Regions from separate parts of the Cricetulus griseus genome. Here region 2 is linked to region 1. Evidence: chromatin contacts called from public Micro-C data. All regions are on one chromosome and are shown on one strand. The core of a region is the stretch at or near the end of the contact, and the rest is flanking DNA. Distances in the headings are between cores, read along the strand shown.

The links. A called contact is a pair of places that touch in the nucleus more often than the background predicts.
Region 2: a contact with region 1 is called in a Micro-C map of the CHO-K1 cell line, with 2.0 times the contacts expected there. The contact joins two enhancer-like sites. A contact is called at or near these places in 3 of 8 Hi-C or Micro-C datasets (the CHO-K1 cell line and fibroblasts).

The regions. Positions count from the first base shown.
Region 1 is chr4:205,346,428-205,351,368 of CriGri-PICRH-1.0, reverse strand. No RefSeq gene overlaps it. Among named protein-coding and RNA genes, the nearest start is that of Zbtb38, 73 kb to the right of the region's middle. Within about 2 kb of position 2,513, at least 2 of the 6 cell types and tissues checked have open chromatin away from gene starts, as enhancers often do. A contact at or near this core is called in the CHO-K1 cell line, where this site is marked.
Region 2 is chr4:205,395,169-205,400,109 of CriGri-PICRH-1.0, reverse strand. No RefSeq gene overlaps it. Among named protein-coding and RNA genes, the nearest start is that of Pxylp1, 72 kb to the left of the region's middle. Within about 2 kb of position 2,764, at least 1 of the 6 cell types and tissues checked has open chromatin away from gene starts, as enhancers often do. A contact at or near this core is called in the CHO-K1 cell line, where this site is marked.

The DNA.
Region 1 (4,941 bases), core at 1,264-3,763:
TCTGAAGAGACGGATTTTTTTTCCCCCTCCACAATAGACTTCCTATTGTGTGCCCCTGTTCTGGACCACAATGCATTTCTCTGCCTTGGCTCAAGGACAGAATGAGAAAGTACATCTCTGCCATTGTCAGTTGCTATGAACTCTGCCAGCAAGAAAGAAAGGAGACTGAGCACAACCCCAGAGAAAGGCACCCTTTCCTGAAGACGGACATTGCTAATGGAGTCAAATGGCACAGTGGAGACAAGAGAATGAAGGCCAAGGAAAACATGATACTATGTACGTTATAGGTAACCTTCACATGCTGTAGTACCAGAGGAGAAGACAGGGACGGATGGCCAGAGCACAGGGACTCTTAGAACCAAGCATGGGAAAGCAGTTTGGCGCCAGGATCAATGAGGGATGCTTTACAGGAAGTAAACTTACTTAAACAATCGAAATGTGGGTTTCCCTCTCACTGCCATCAGTCACAATCGTAAAGTATAAAAAAAGTGGAGCAAAATAAATACAACCATAAAAATTCCTTTCCAAATTATAAATACATTTGCTTAACCTGAAAAGTCAAACGGATGAAACCTGGAATTCACAAAGGGAAGTAACTGCATACACACTTAATATATAGCCAATTTGAATATCTGTATTACACTTAAAGTCAAAAAAAGGTCAATGACAGGGTACAGAAAGGATATATTTGCAATAGATATTGCACGTGCACCCAAATATTCTTAATATTAAAACAAACCTACAAATTGATATGAGACAAACAAGTCCACAGAAAAATAGTTAAAGGATAATGGGCAAAAAAGAAGATCCAAGTGATCTCTAAACTTACAAAAAATAAAATAAAACTGTTCAAATTCGTCTGTGCTAACATATGGTTAGAGCTTCTAGTTCAAATTCTCCTATGACATTAATACATGGTGAGGGCTTCCTGATCCAGGCACTTTCCTTACATGTATAGGAACTCACTTAATTCCCACAGCAGTTCTCACGGGAAGGACTTCTATATTTATTTGTTTGTTTGTTTGTTTTGTAATATTTTTTTTGAGACAGGGTTTCTCTGTGTAGTCCTAGATGTCCTGGAACCCACTTTGTAGACCAGACTGGCCTTGAACTCACAGAGATCCACACCTGCCTCTGCCTCTGGAGTGCTGAGGTTAAAGGCCTGTGCCACCACCGCTCCACTGGGCGGGGGGGGGGGGGGGGGCTTTTGTTATCTCCACTTGACAGGTATGAAAAGTACTGGAACTCTCAGCAGTGAAAATGTAACCAAGCCGTTAGTTGGCAGGCAACAGATTCAACATCAGTGAATTTGGCTTCAGAGTCTGTGTTCTAAAATACTAAACATAAATCTAGTCAGATAATATTCAATGGCATCTAAAATGAGAGGCAAGACTTTTCCGTGTGGCATTTTAGTATAGTTCAATTTAACAAACTCTCAAGGATGCTAACATTGATTATGGAAAGAGATGAAAAAATAGAAGTTCTCTTATTATATTGCTGTTATTTGAGAGTGCGGATTACTGTGTTACATTTGGATCTTTAACAATTCTAATACAAGTTTGTAAGAGGTTTCTGTTGTTGTTGCTTGTTTTAGTTTGGTTTTGGATTTTCAAGACAGGGTTTCTCTGTGTAGCCCTGACTGTCCTGGAACTTGCTCCATAGACCAGGCTGGCCTTGAACTCAGAGATTGGCCTGCCTCTGCCTCCCAAGTGCTGGGATTAAAGGTGTGTGCCACCATTGCCCCACTGTTTGTAAGAGTTAATAAAAAGATATCGAATGCTCAGCTGGAGCCTTCATAAACTAGGAAGAACCCATAGGTCTCAGGCAGGGCACATCACCTCCTGGCCAGGATTCCTCCACATCAGCACCACTGACATCCTGGGTCTCTGAATGTTGTCAAACATTGCAGGGGACAAAAATCACCTCTGCTTGAACCTCAGTTTCTCATCAGGGAAGAGAAACCCAGAGCCCTCTGCCCTGTTCAGTGTGGAGGCTGTGATCTGTTTATACAGGCTATTTTCACCAAAGCCACTAGAGGGGAGACTGCTATACAATGAACAAAAATAGAAGAAGAAGAAAAAAAAAAAAAAAAGGCAGGGGGCAGGGGCTTAGTCTTCCCCTGGGCTTTGACTGGTTTCTGCTTCCCTCACAGCTCTGGCTTTAAATGGTCTTTGATGTTGGGAGTGGTAACCCTTAACCTCGAGGCACGAAGCGTTGTCTGTCTGGTGTTTCCAGACATGGTGGGGAGAACAAAATGGTATTGGCTTTTTAAAACATTCTTCCTAAGGCAGCCAGATGAATCACCCTTCTAAAAAGAGAAGAATTTTCGGGAGGGGAGCCGGTGGAACATCTAGGCTGGGAGGAAAGACTCTAGTTCTCTTCTTGATTCTAACAATTCCAGGCTGTGTGAGATCCTCAGCCTCTCTGGTTTTACGTGTAACAGAGCCGGGGGACACGGAGTCTAATACATTCAGTAACTTGTCAAAGGTCGCCTGTGTGGTCAAATAGGAATTTGAATCTGAGTCATCTGCTTCTTGGGGTAGCTGAGAGAGTAAAGTGAGACAGGGTGTGTTAGAGTCTCAGAAGATAGAGTTCAGTATAAAGCTGTGTACACACTGTGGCAATGAGGAACTGGCTGAGAGATGCCCTGGGAGGAGGGTAGCGTCTCCTGGTCCTTCACTCTTGGTGACTCCATCCCTGATGTTCATGATGGGAGCAGCAGGTGTCCTCCAAGCTCACTTGTATGAGTTACTTACAGGGCTAATAGAAGAAAAGGATCTATTCCAACACCTCCATCTCTTAATCACTTTTAAACCCTGAATTATCATAGTAGGAAACCCGTTCTCCAGAGACAGACCCAGCCCCTAGTATACCGTAAAGCAGAAACAATTGTTCTGCTGCTGATAGATGTTAACATTTCTGTCCTCCTTTCTTTTACACCATCACCAAAGACCAATGTTGACCCACTAAATAATGGCTGCTGCCCTGCAGCATTAAAAGCCTGGCACTGTCAGGAACGGTGACACATTCCTCTAATAGCAGCTCCAGTGGGTAGAGGAAGGGGACATGAGGCTAGCCTGGGATTCATAGGGAGATTCAAATTTTAAAAGCTAAGGGCTAGGGATGCGACTAAAGAATAAGCCTTTGTCTAGCATGTTGTAAGGCCCAGGGTGTCAAGTCTGTGGAAGACAGGAAGGAGCATGAAGTCATCACACTGATCAGGGAGCAGGCAGGAGACATGGTCCCACAAGTTACTCAGGGAGTCCCAGAGATTAACTTGTTTCAGTTTCTCAGGGGCTGATTTTGGAGGGGGCACGATTCAAGGACAATTCCACATTTGAAACCCCCAAATATAAGGGGAGCCTGTGGGCAGTAGCTCCTAGACTGCATCCAAACCCCACAGCATTAACAGGAAGGACGGGCACAATATACTATAGAAATCCAAATACAGAAATCAAAGTCCACCACTTATTGGTGCTTGTTGTATAGCATGTCAGACGTTGCACTAAGCACTTACATGCTGGTTGTCATGAACTACGTTGGAGGGCATTTGATTTTCTTCTTGCTGCCTGATAAAGAGGTCTGGCTTTTCCACTCTAGCTTCTCCTGCCCCGTGAGCAAAGGAACTGGACAGGAGCAGAACCAGAGAAACACTGGCTAGGACTGGACTGGAATGGGGCGCTTCAGAAGAAGCTTGGAAAAAACACAGCTGGAGCTCTGGGGACCAGAGAAGACTACCAAGGAGCACCACGGCGCTCTGCACAACATGTAAGGTCTAAGATGCCACGCGATAAATGCAGGTGTAGATTAAAAATTAATGTCCGATTTGGGGATGTGAGTGTGATGTGGCTGTGATGCCTGTTAGCACACTGATTGTCACAGTTGAATCCACAATTTGACTGACTATGTAGGTGCACCACCCGCCATACCCAACATCCTATGTGTGTGTCCCTCGAGAAGTTTCCTGTTGGTTGAAGAGAACAACCCTCCCTGATAGAGACCATTCTTTGGTCAAGGGTATACAAGTAGCCATACTCCCTAGTAAGAGCCTCCAAACAAGCCCTCAAGGTCCATGTGTAGGTCACAGGAAGGTAAGCTTCCAAGACTCCAGACACAGCCATGTGAGGCACTTCAGGCAACACTCTACTGTTCTTAGCAAAGACTGATAGAAAAGGGAAAATGGAAAGAACAAAAGAAAAGGAGAAGGGAAGGAAGGGGGAGGAGAAGAGAAAAGGAAGGGGAGGGAGTAATAGTATAAAATGCAAAGGACCCAGAATAACCAAAATGATATTGGAAAAAGAACAAAGCTGCTGGACAGAAATATTCATTCAAATTTTGAAACTTAAGCATCTACCACAAGCAGGATAGTGTGGTGCCAGCATAAAGACACCTAGGTAGATGGAATAAAAATTAAGAGGCCAGAAAGAAAATTACTAGTATTGCTACCTGTCAATTTCTTACAAAGGAGTAAAGACAATTCTACAGGCGAGAGAATAGATCGTCTTTCAAATAAAGCCTATTTTAGGCCAGTTTTAGAGGTGCGTTATCATTGTGAGAACAGTCTTTTCAATAATCAATACTGGGGCAACAGGACATCCACATGAAAACACTGAACTTGGATTTCTACCTCACGCCATCTAAACCCATTTGCAGAGCTAAGCACAAGAACTGACCCAGTAAGACTGTTACAGGAAACTCAAGTGGCACCGTCATGACCTTGGGTCAGACAAAGGTTTCCCAACTCTGATGTGAAAAGCACCAGTGATAAAAGAGAACAAGAATTTGCACTTCTTCAAACGTAAAGCTCTTATGCTTCGGGTAACATCAAGAATGTGAAGAAACATAGGGCTGAAGTGATGTTTCATCAGTGCCGAACTGTTCCGTTCTTGGGGAGGCCTAGCTGGTAGTCAGTGCCAGCACCCATATTGGGCAATTGATAAC
Region 2 (4,941 bases), core at 1,515-4,014, 48 kb before region 1:
CTCTGCCATGAGAAATCTCTAGCAGTTCTGACAGGAATGAAGATATTCTGAAAAAATCACTTGTGCCCTCTCGTTGGCTCTCAGACTACTAAAGCCACAGGCGCCAGAACACTGGAATTTCCCTGGAAATTTCTTGCTGAGAGAAGGAAAAGAGTGAAGTCTGTTGCCAGCCAGAAGGGGAACTGGTCTCCTGAAAGAGACTTCATATAGTTCTCACACCCTGTAGGGCCACCACATGGCAAAGACTGGAGCCCAGGTGAGGCTTATTGGCAGGACCATACTATGACAGGACTGCTTAACTATGGATACAGCTTGCTCTCAATTGAAGCCTAAACTCATGTTGGGACACCAAAGATGGACCTAGGGACTACTGGACATTTTTTTTTCTTCCTAGGTGGCTATATTGAAAGACTCCCTTTTCTGCCTTTTCACTATTACTTTTTTGTTTAATTGACTTGTTGAGGAGGGTGGACAACCCTAGCTTTTTAGGGCTGCCAGAGCCCAGGCTTTGACCATAACAACTCCAGTAAGAAATCACCATGACTCCCACAATTATAGCTGCCCTTAAAGAATGAAGCTGTGAGATTTTTCCTAGTGACAGTTTCTGCCAAAGCAACTGCAGATAACCATTAATGCACCTTGGGAAACTCTTGATGTGGTATGTAGAAATGTTTAATTTTTCTCAACATTAGGGCCCTGTTCTCTGCCTTAATCAATAACTCGGGCTCCTTACTAGATGACTTAGTGGGAATGTCCTAAAGGCAAAGCAAATCTGCTAGCCCCAGCTTGTCAATCAGCCTACACATGGTCTAATAATGAAACGTAACCTAGAGTCCTCAGCTGAGTTTCTCTAGACAGATGCTGGAGCATTTGGCTCTCTAGGACATTTACAAGCAATAGCAGATGGAAGAACATTGGGATACGAGCCCCGTCAATGATGTATCTTGTGATATTTCCTGATACCTTCTCAGGATAGACAGAGGAGAGGCTCCAAAGACCTGAAGGAGTTTTCTTATAGAATAAAGCCTGTTCCTCCTGCGTCTCCACAGTCTCACTAACATCTTAAAGGCAAGAATACTTATCTTTGCAAACTGTTAAAAGATTGAACAGTTCTCTTCAAACCAGGCAAAAGAATGCCTTAGCTCCCAGCATGCAAACATAAGCCCTATTTATAAATCTATCCATGGTTGTAATCTCACTTTATGTTTTCTTTTACATCATTACTTTGTTTTTTTGGCATGTTGGTATAAAACACATTCCATGGGCTGGGTGGTGGTGGTGCATGCCTTTAATCCCAGTACTCGGGAGGTAGAAGTAGGTGGATCTCTGTGAGTTCAAGGCCAGCCTGGTCTATAGAGCGAGTTCAGGACATCCAGGGCTACACAGATAACCCTCTCTCTATATCTATATCTATATCTATATCTATATCTATATCTATATCTATATGTATTTGCTTTGTGTATAAGGACATGTGCCTAGTGTATATATGGACACCACAGGCACACGTCAGCTGAGGCCAGAAGGACACATTGGATTCCCCTCTACTGTAGCAGGAGTTACAGGTATTTGTAAGCTACATGATATGGGTCCTTGGCAAGAGCCTTAAGAACTGTTAACCTCCAAGCCATCTCTGCACTCTCAATGTTTATTTGTTAACTATTCACAGCAGAGTCAATGGGCATGTAGTAAAATAATAAAGATTGTCTGGAGGTACAGTTCAGTGGTGACAGGCTTACCCAGTCAGCCCTGGCAGATATCTATCTTCACTTACATCATATCTATCTATCTATCTATCTATCTATCTATCTATCTATCTATATGTAGATATAGATATAGATATAGATATAGATATAGATATAGATATAGATATAGATCCCATGATGATTACAATCCCACCACTGGGTTCCTTCTTGGAATTGTTTTGTTTTTACCACAGTGTCAGTATATAACTATCTATATGTTTCTGCAGCCCAAAGGATCTCATTCCAAAACTCAAAAGTTAAAAGATGGGACAATTGTACTACAAGACTTGAGCCCTAGACAAGAGGGAGGGAACCTGCCTAATGGTCAAGGGCAAATTCTGTTCTTGTGTCCTGTGGGAGACAGCAGTTCCAGAGTGAACTCACTTCGATGCAGGGGTTCCAGTCAATTCCTGCCACACAGGACCCAGGTCTTTCTCTACAACCAACAGAGAATAGAGTGTTACAATACACTTGGGCAGAGACTGTGCCTCCCAACAGTGGAGCCATTTATGGAAGATGGATGGTCATCCTTCAGTTCCCCACAACCACAGAGCTCCTGAAGGAGTGGAAGCAGGAGAGTAAGGCGGTCTAGAAGGCCTCTCTGCAAAGGATCCAGAATTACCACAGGAGGAAAAATCAGCTGGCCAAAAGGAAAGCCTGGAAACTCCCCGCCTGAGGCTGACTAAATCCAGCCACTGGCCCTGGTGCAGAAACACCCAAGTGTTTGAAGGTGACCTATGAATCATTACAGTACCAAAAGGCAAATCCCGGAGACTTCAGATTCTGATGAGACCATTGGATGACTAACATTATATTTCAAGCTTAAATTACAGTGCTTAAGAGATCTATAAAACAAAAAAATGCCTCTAATCTGTAAGCCTCATTTGCCCAAGGACCGATGACATCCTAGAATGCTGGGGCTGTTGCTCCTACAAGCCACATGTTTTCACTTCTGTAAACGAGGTTGGTTGACCCAACTGCACAGGGTGTGCCTGGTCACATGTAGGCAGGAGGTACTTAGGCAGGAAGTACATCAGGATGTATGCTTGCCCATGATTGGATGAAGGTGGGCTTTGCCTTTATAAGCCTTTATAAACACGGGTTAATGTTAATTTGCAGACATTCTCTGGGACATTGGATCTGGCCAGTGTCCATCTTTCTGGCCAGTATTTAATAAATCTTTCTTCAATTTGACTCAAAAATTGCCATAATGGTCCTATCCTCTCCTGGAGGGCTTAACAACGTGCCATGTATGAAGCTGCAGGAAGAACTACACGTTCCGGAGTATTACAGTAATGAATGGAAACCACCCCTAGATGGAGACATGCCCTTGTCTTCTCCCATAAGAGTTCATCTGAGGTCCTGCCCGAGATGTCTTTATTACATTCCTCCACTCAAGGCTTAGGGATCTATATGGAAAAAGAGGCTGAAAGACTTTAAGAGCCAGAGGTGGTGGACAGCTCTAAGGAAACAGCATTTTCTAAGGAAACAGAGACTGCAACAGCATGCACAGGAACTGCACAAGCTCAAGCCAGACAAGTCCCAGTGTGGAGAAAGGGAAGTGGCACAAAGTCCCACCCGGAACCAAGAAGCCGTTTGCGACTGATAGCTGCTGCAAGAGGAAAAAAAAAATCAGTTTTCTCCAATCGAGTGACACTGGGTATATCAACCACTCCAAGACAGGCCTCATGTTCAAGAGTAATTGACAATACAAAATGGAGTCTCTCTCTCTCTCTCTCTCTCTCTCTCTCTCTCTCTCTCTCTCTCTCTCTCTGTGTGTGTGTGTGTGTGTGTGTACTCTGTGTTTTAAGACAGAAAGAATATGAAATAAGGAAGGGAAGGATTTAAGGAAGGAGAAAGAATAAGATCAAAATGTATTGTATGAAAAAAAGTTTAATTAAAAAAATAAATAAAAGTAAAAGAGTTATCCCAGTGGGGTAGGTTAAGGACCTGGCTGCAGTTGGTCTTTTTTGTCAGGACAGTTGGATCCCCAATAATGACGTGGAGATTTATTAGTCATGAAAGCTCCGCTGATAGCTTAAGCTTGTTTCTAACTAGCTCTTATAATTTAATTTCCATTTCTATTCATTTACTTTCAGCCTTGTGTCTTTATTACTTCATCTCCATAGTGCCCATCCTGCTTGGTCTGCATAACCTGGCATATCCGACTTCTTCATCGTCTGTCCTCTACCTGGAAATCCTGCCTAGCTATTGGCCGTTCAGCTTTTTATTAGCCCACATTTTCACAGTATGCAAGAAGATGATTCCACAACACCTGGTTAAGAAACCACCCCTAGGAAGATGGCTTCACCTGAATACAGTACTTTTCCTTCCCAGGATTCCCACCACCTTGTGCAGTTCCTACCATCCACCCTAAAGCTTGGCTGGGTCTGCCTGCCTGTCCGAGTCCTGACTCAAAGGGCAAAACTTTCCCTTTTTCTTCTCTGTTAGATGCTGTTTGGAGCCTGTTACACTCTGGGACTTGGCCTTGCTCCTCTCTCCATCATGTGATGGCCTGCCTATAACTGACCTGCATGCTGGCTTATCGCAAAGGCTTGGCTTCTTTTCACTTCTGTCTTCATTTTCTTTCTCTAGACAGCTGCAAGAGTTAAGCCTGCCCTGGGGTTTTTCTTTTCAAACTCTGATAAACTGCCTTTAAACATCTGTTTGAGTCCATTCTTAATGTCTTTTAATAATGAGACTGAGGTCCCTGAGAGGGGACCCGAATTTCCCTGCTATCATATTGTGGCTCCACCAGGACATTCCAGCCACACTTTCCCCATTGCCTTTTAGTTCTTTAATCTACAGAGAAGATGAACCTGTTTCTTTGCCCCTAGATGGCATCAACAGCATGTGCAGGAAAGCCTGTATTGTGCGAATGCCCCCAAAGCCCCTGCTTTATGACTTAAGAATCACAATTCTTCATGTAGCAGAGTTCAGTGAACTACTGAACCCTCCTTTGGTCAGACCTGCTTCCTCCCTTGGAAGTGTTTTTTTGTTTGTTTGTTTTGTTTTGTTTTGTTTTAATTCTTTTGAGACAGGATTTCTCTGTGTAACAGCCCTGGTTGTCCTGGAGTTTGCTTTGTAGACCAGGCTAGCCTTGAACTCACAGAGATCCACCTGCCTCTGCCTCCCAAGTGCTGGGGTTAAAGGTGTGCACCACCACCACCCAGCTTTGGAAGTGTATCTTAATAAACCT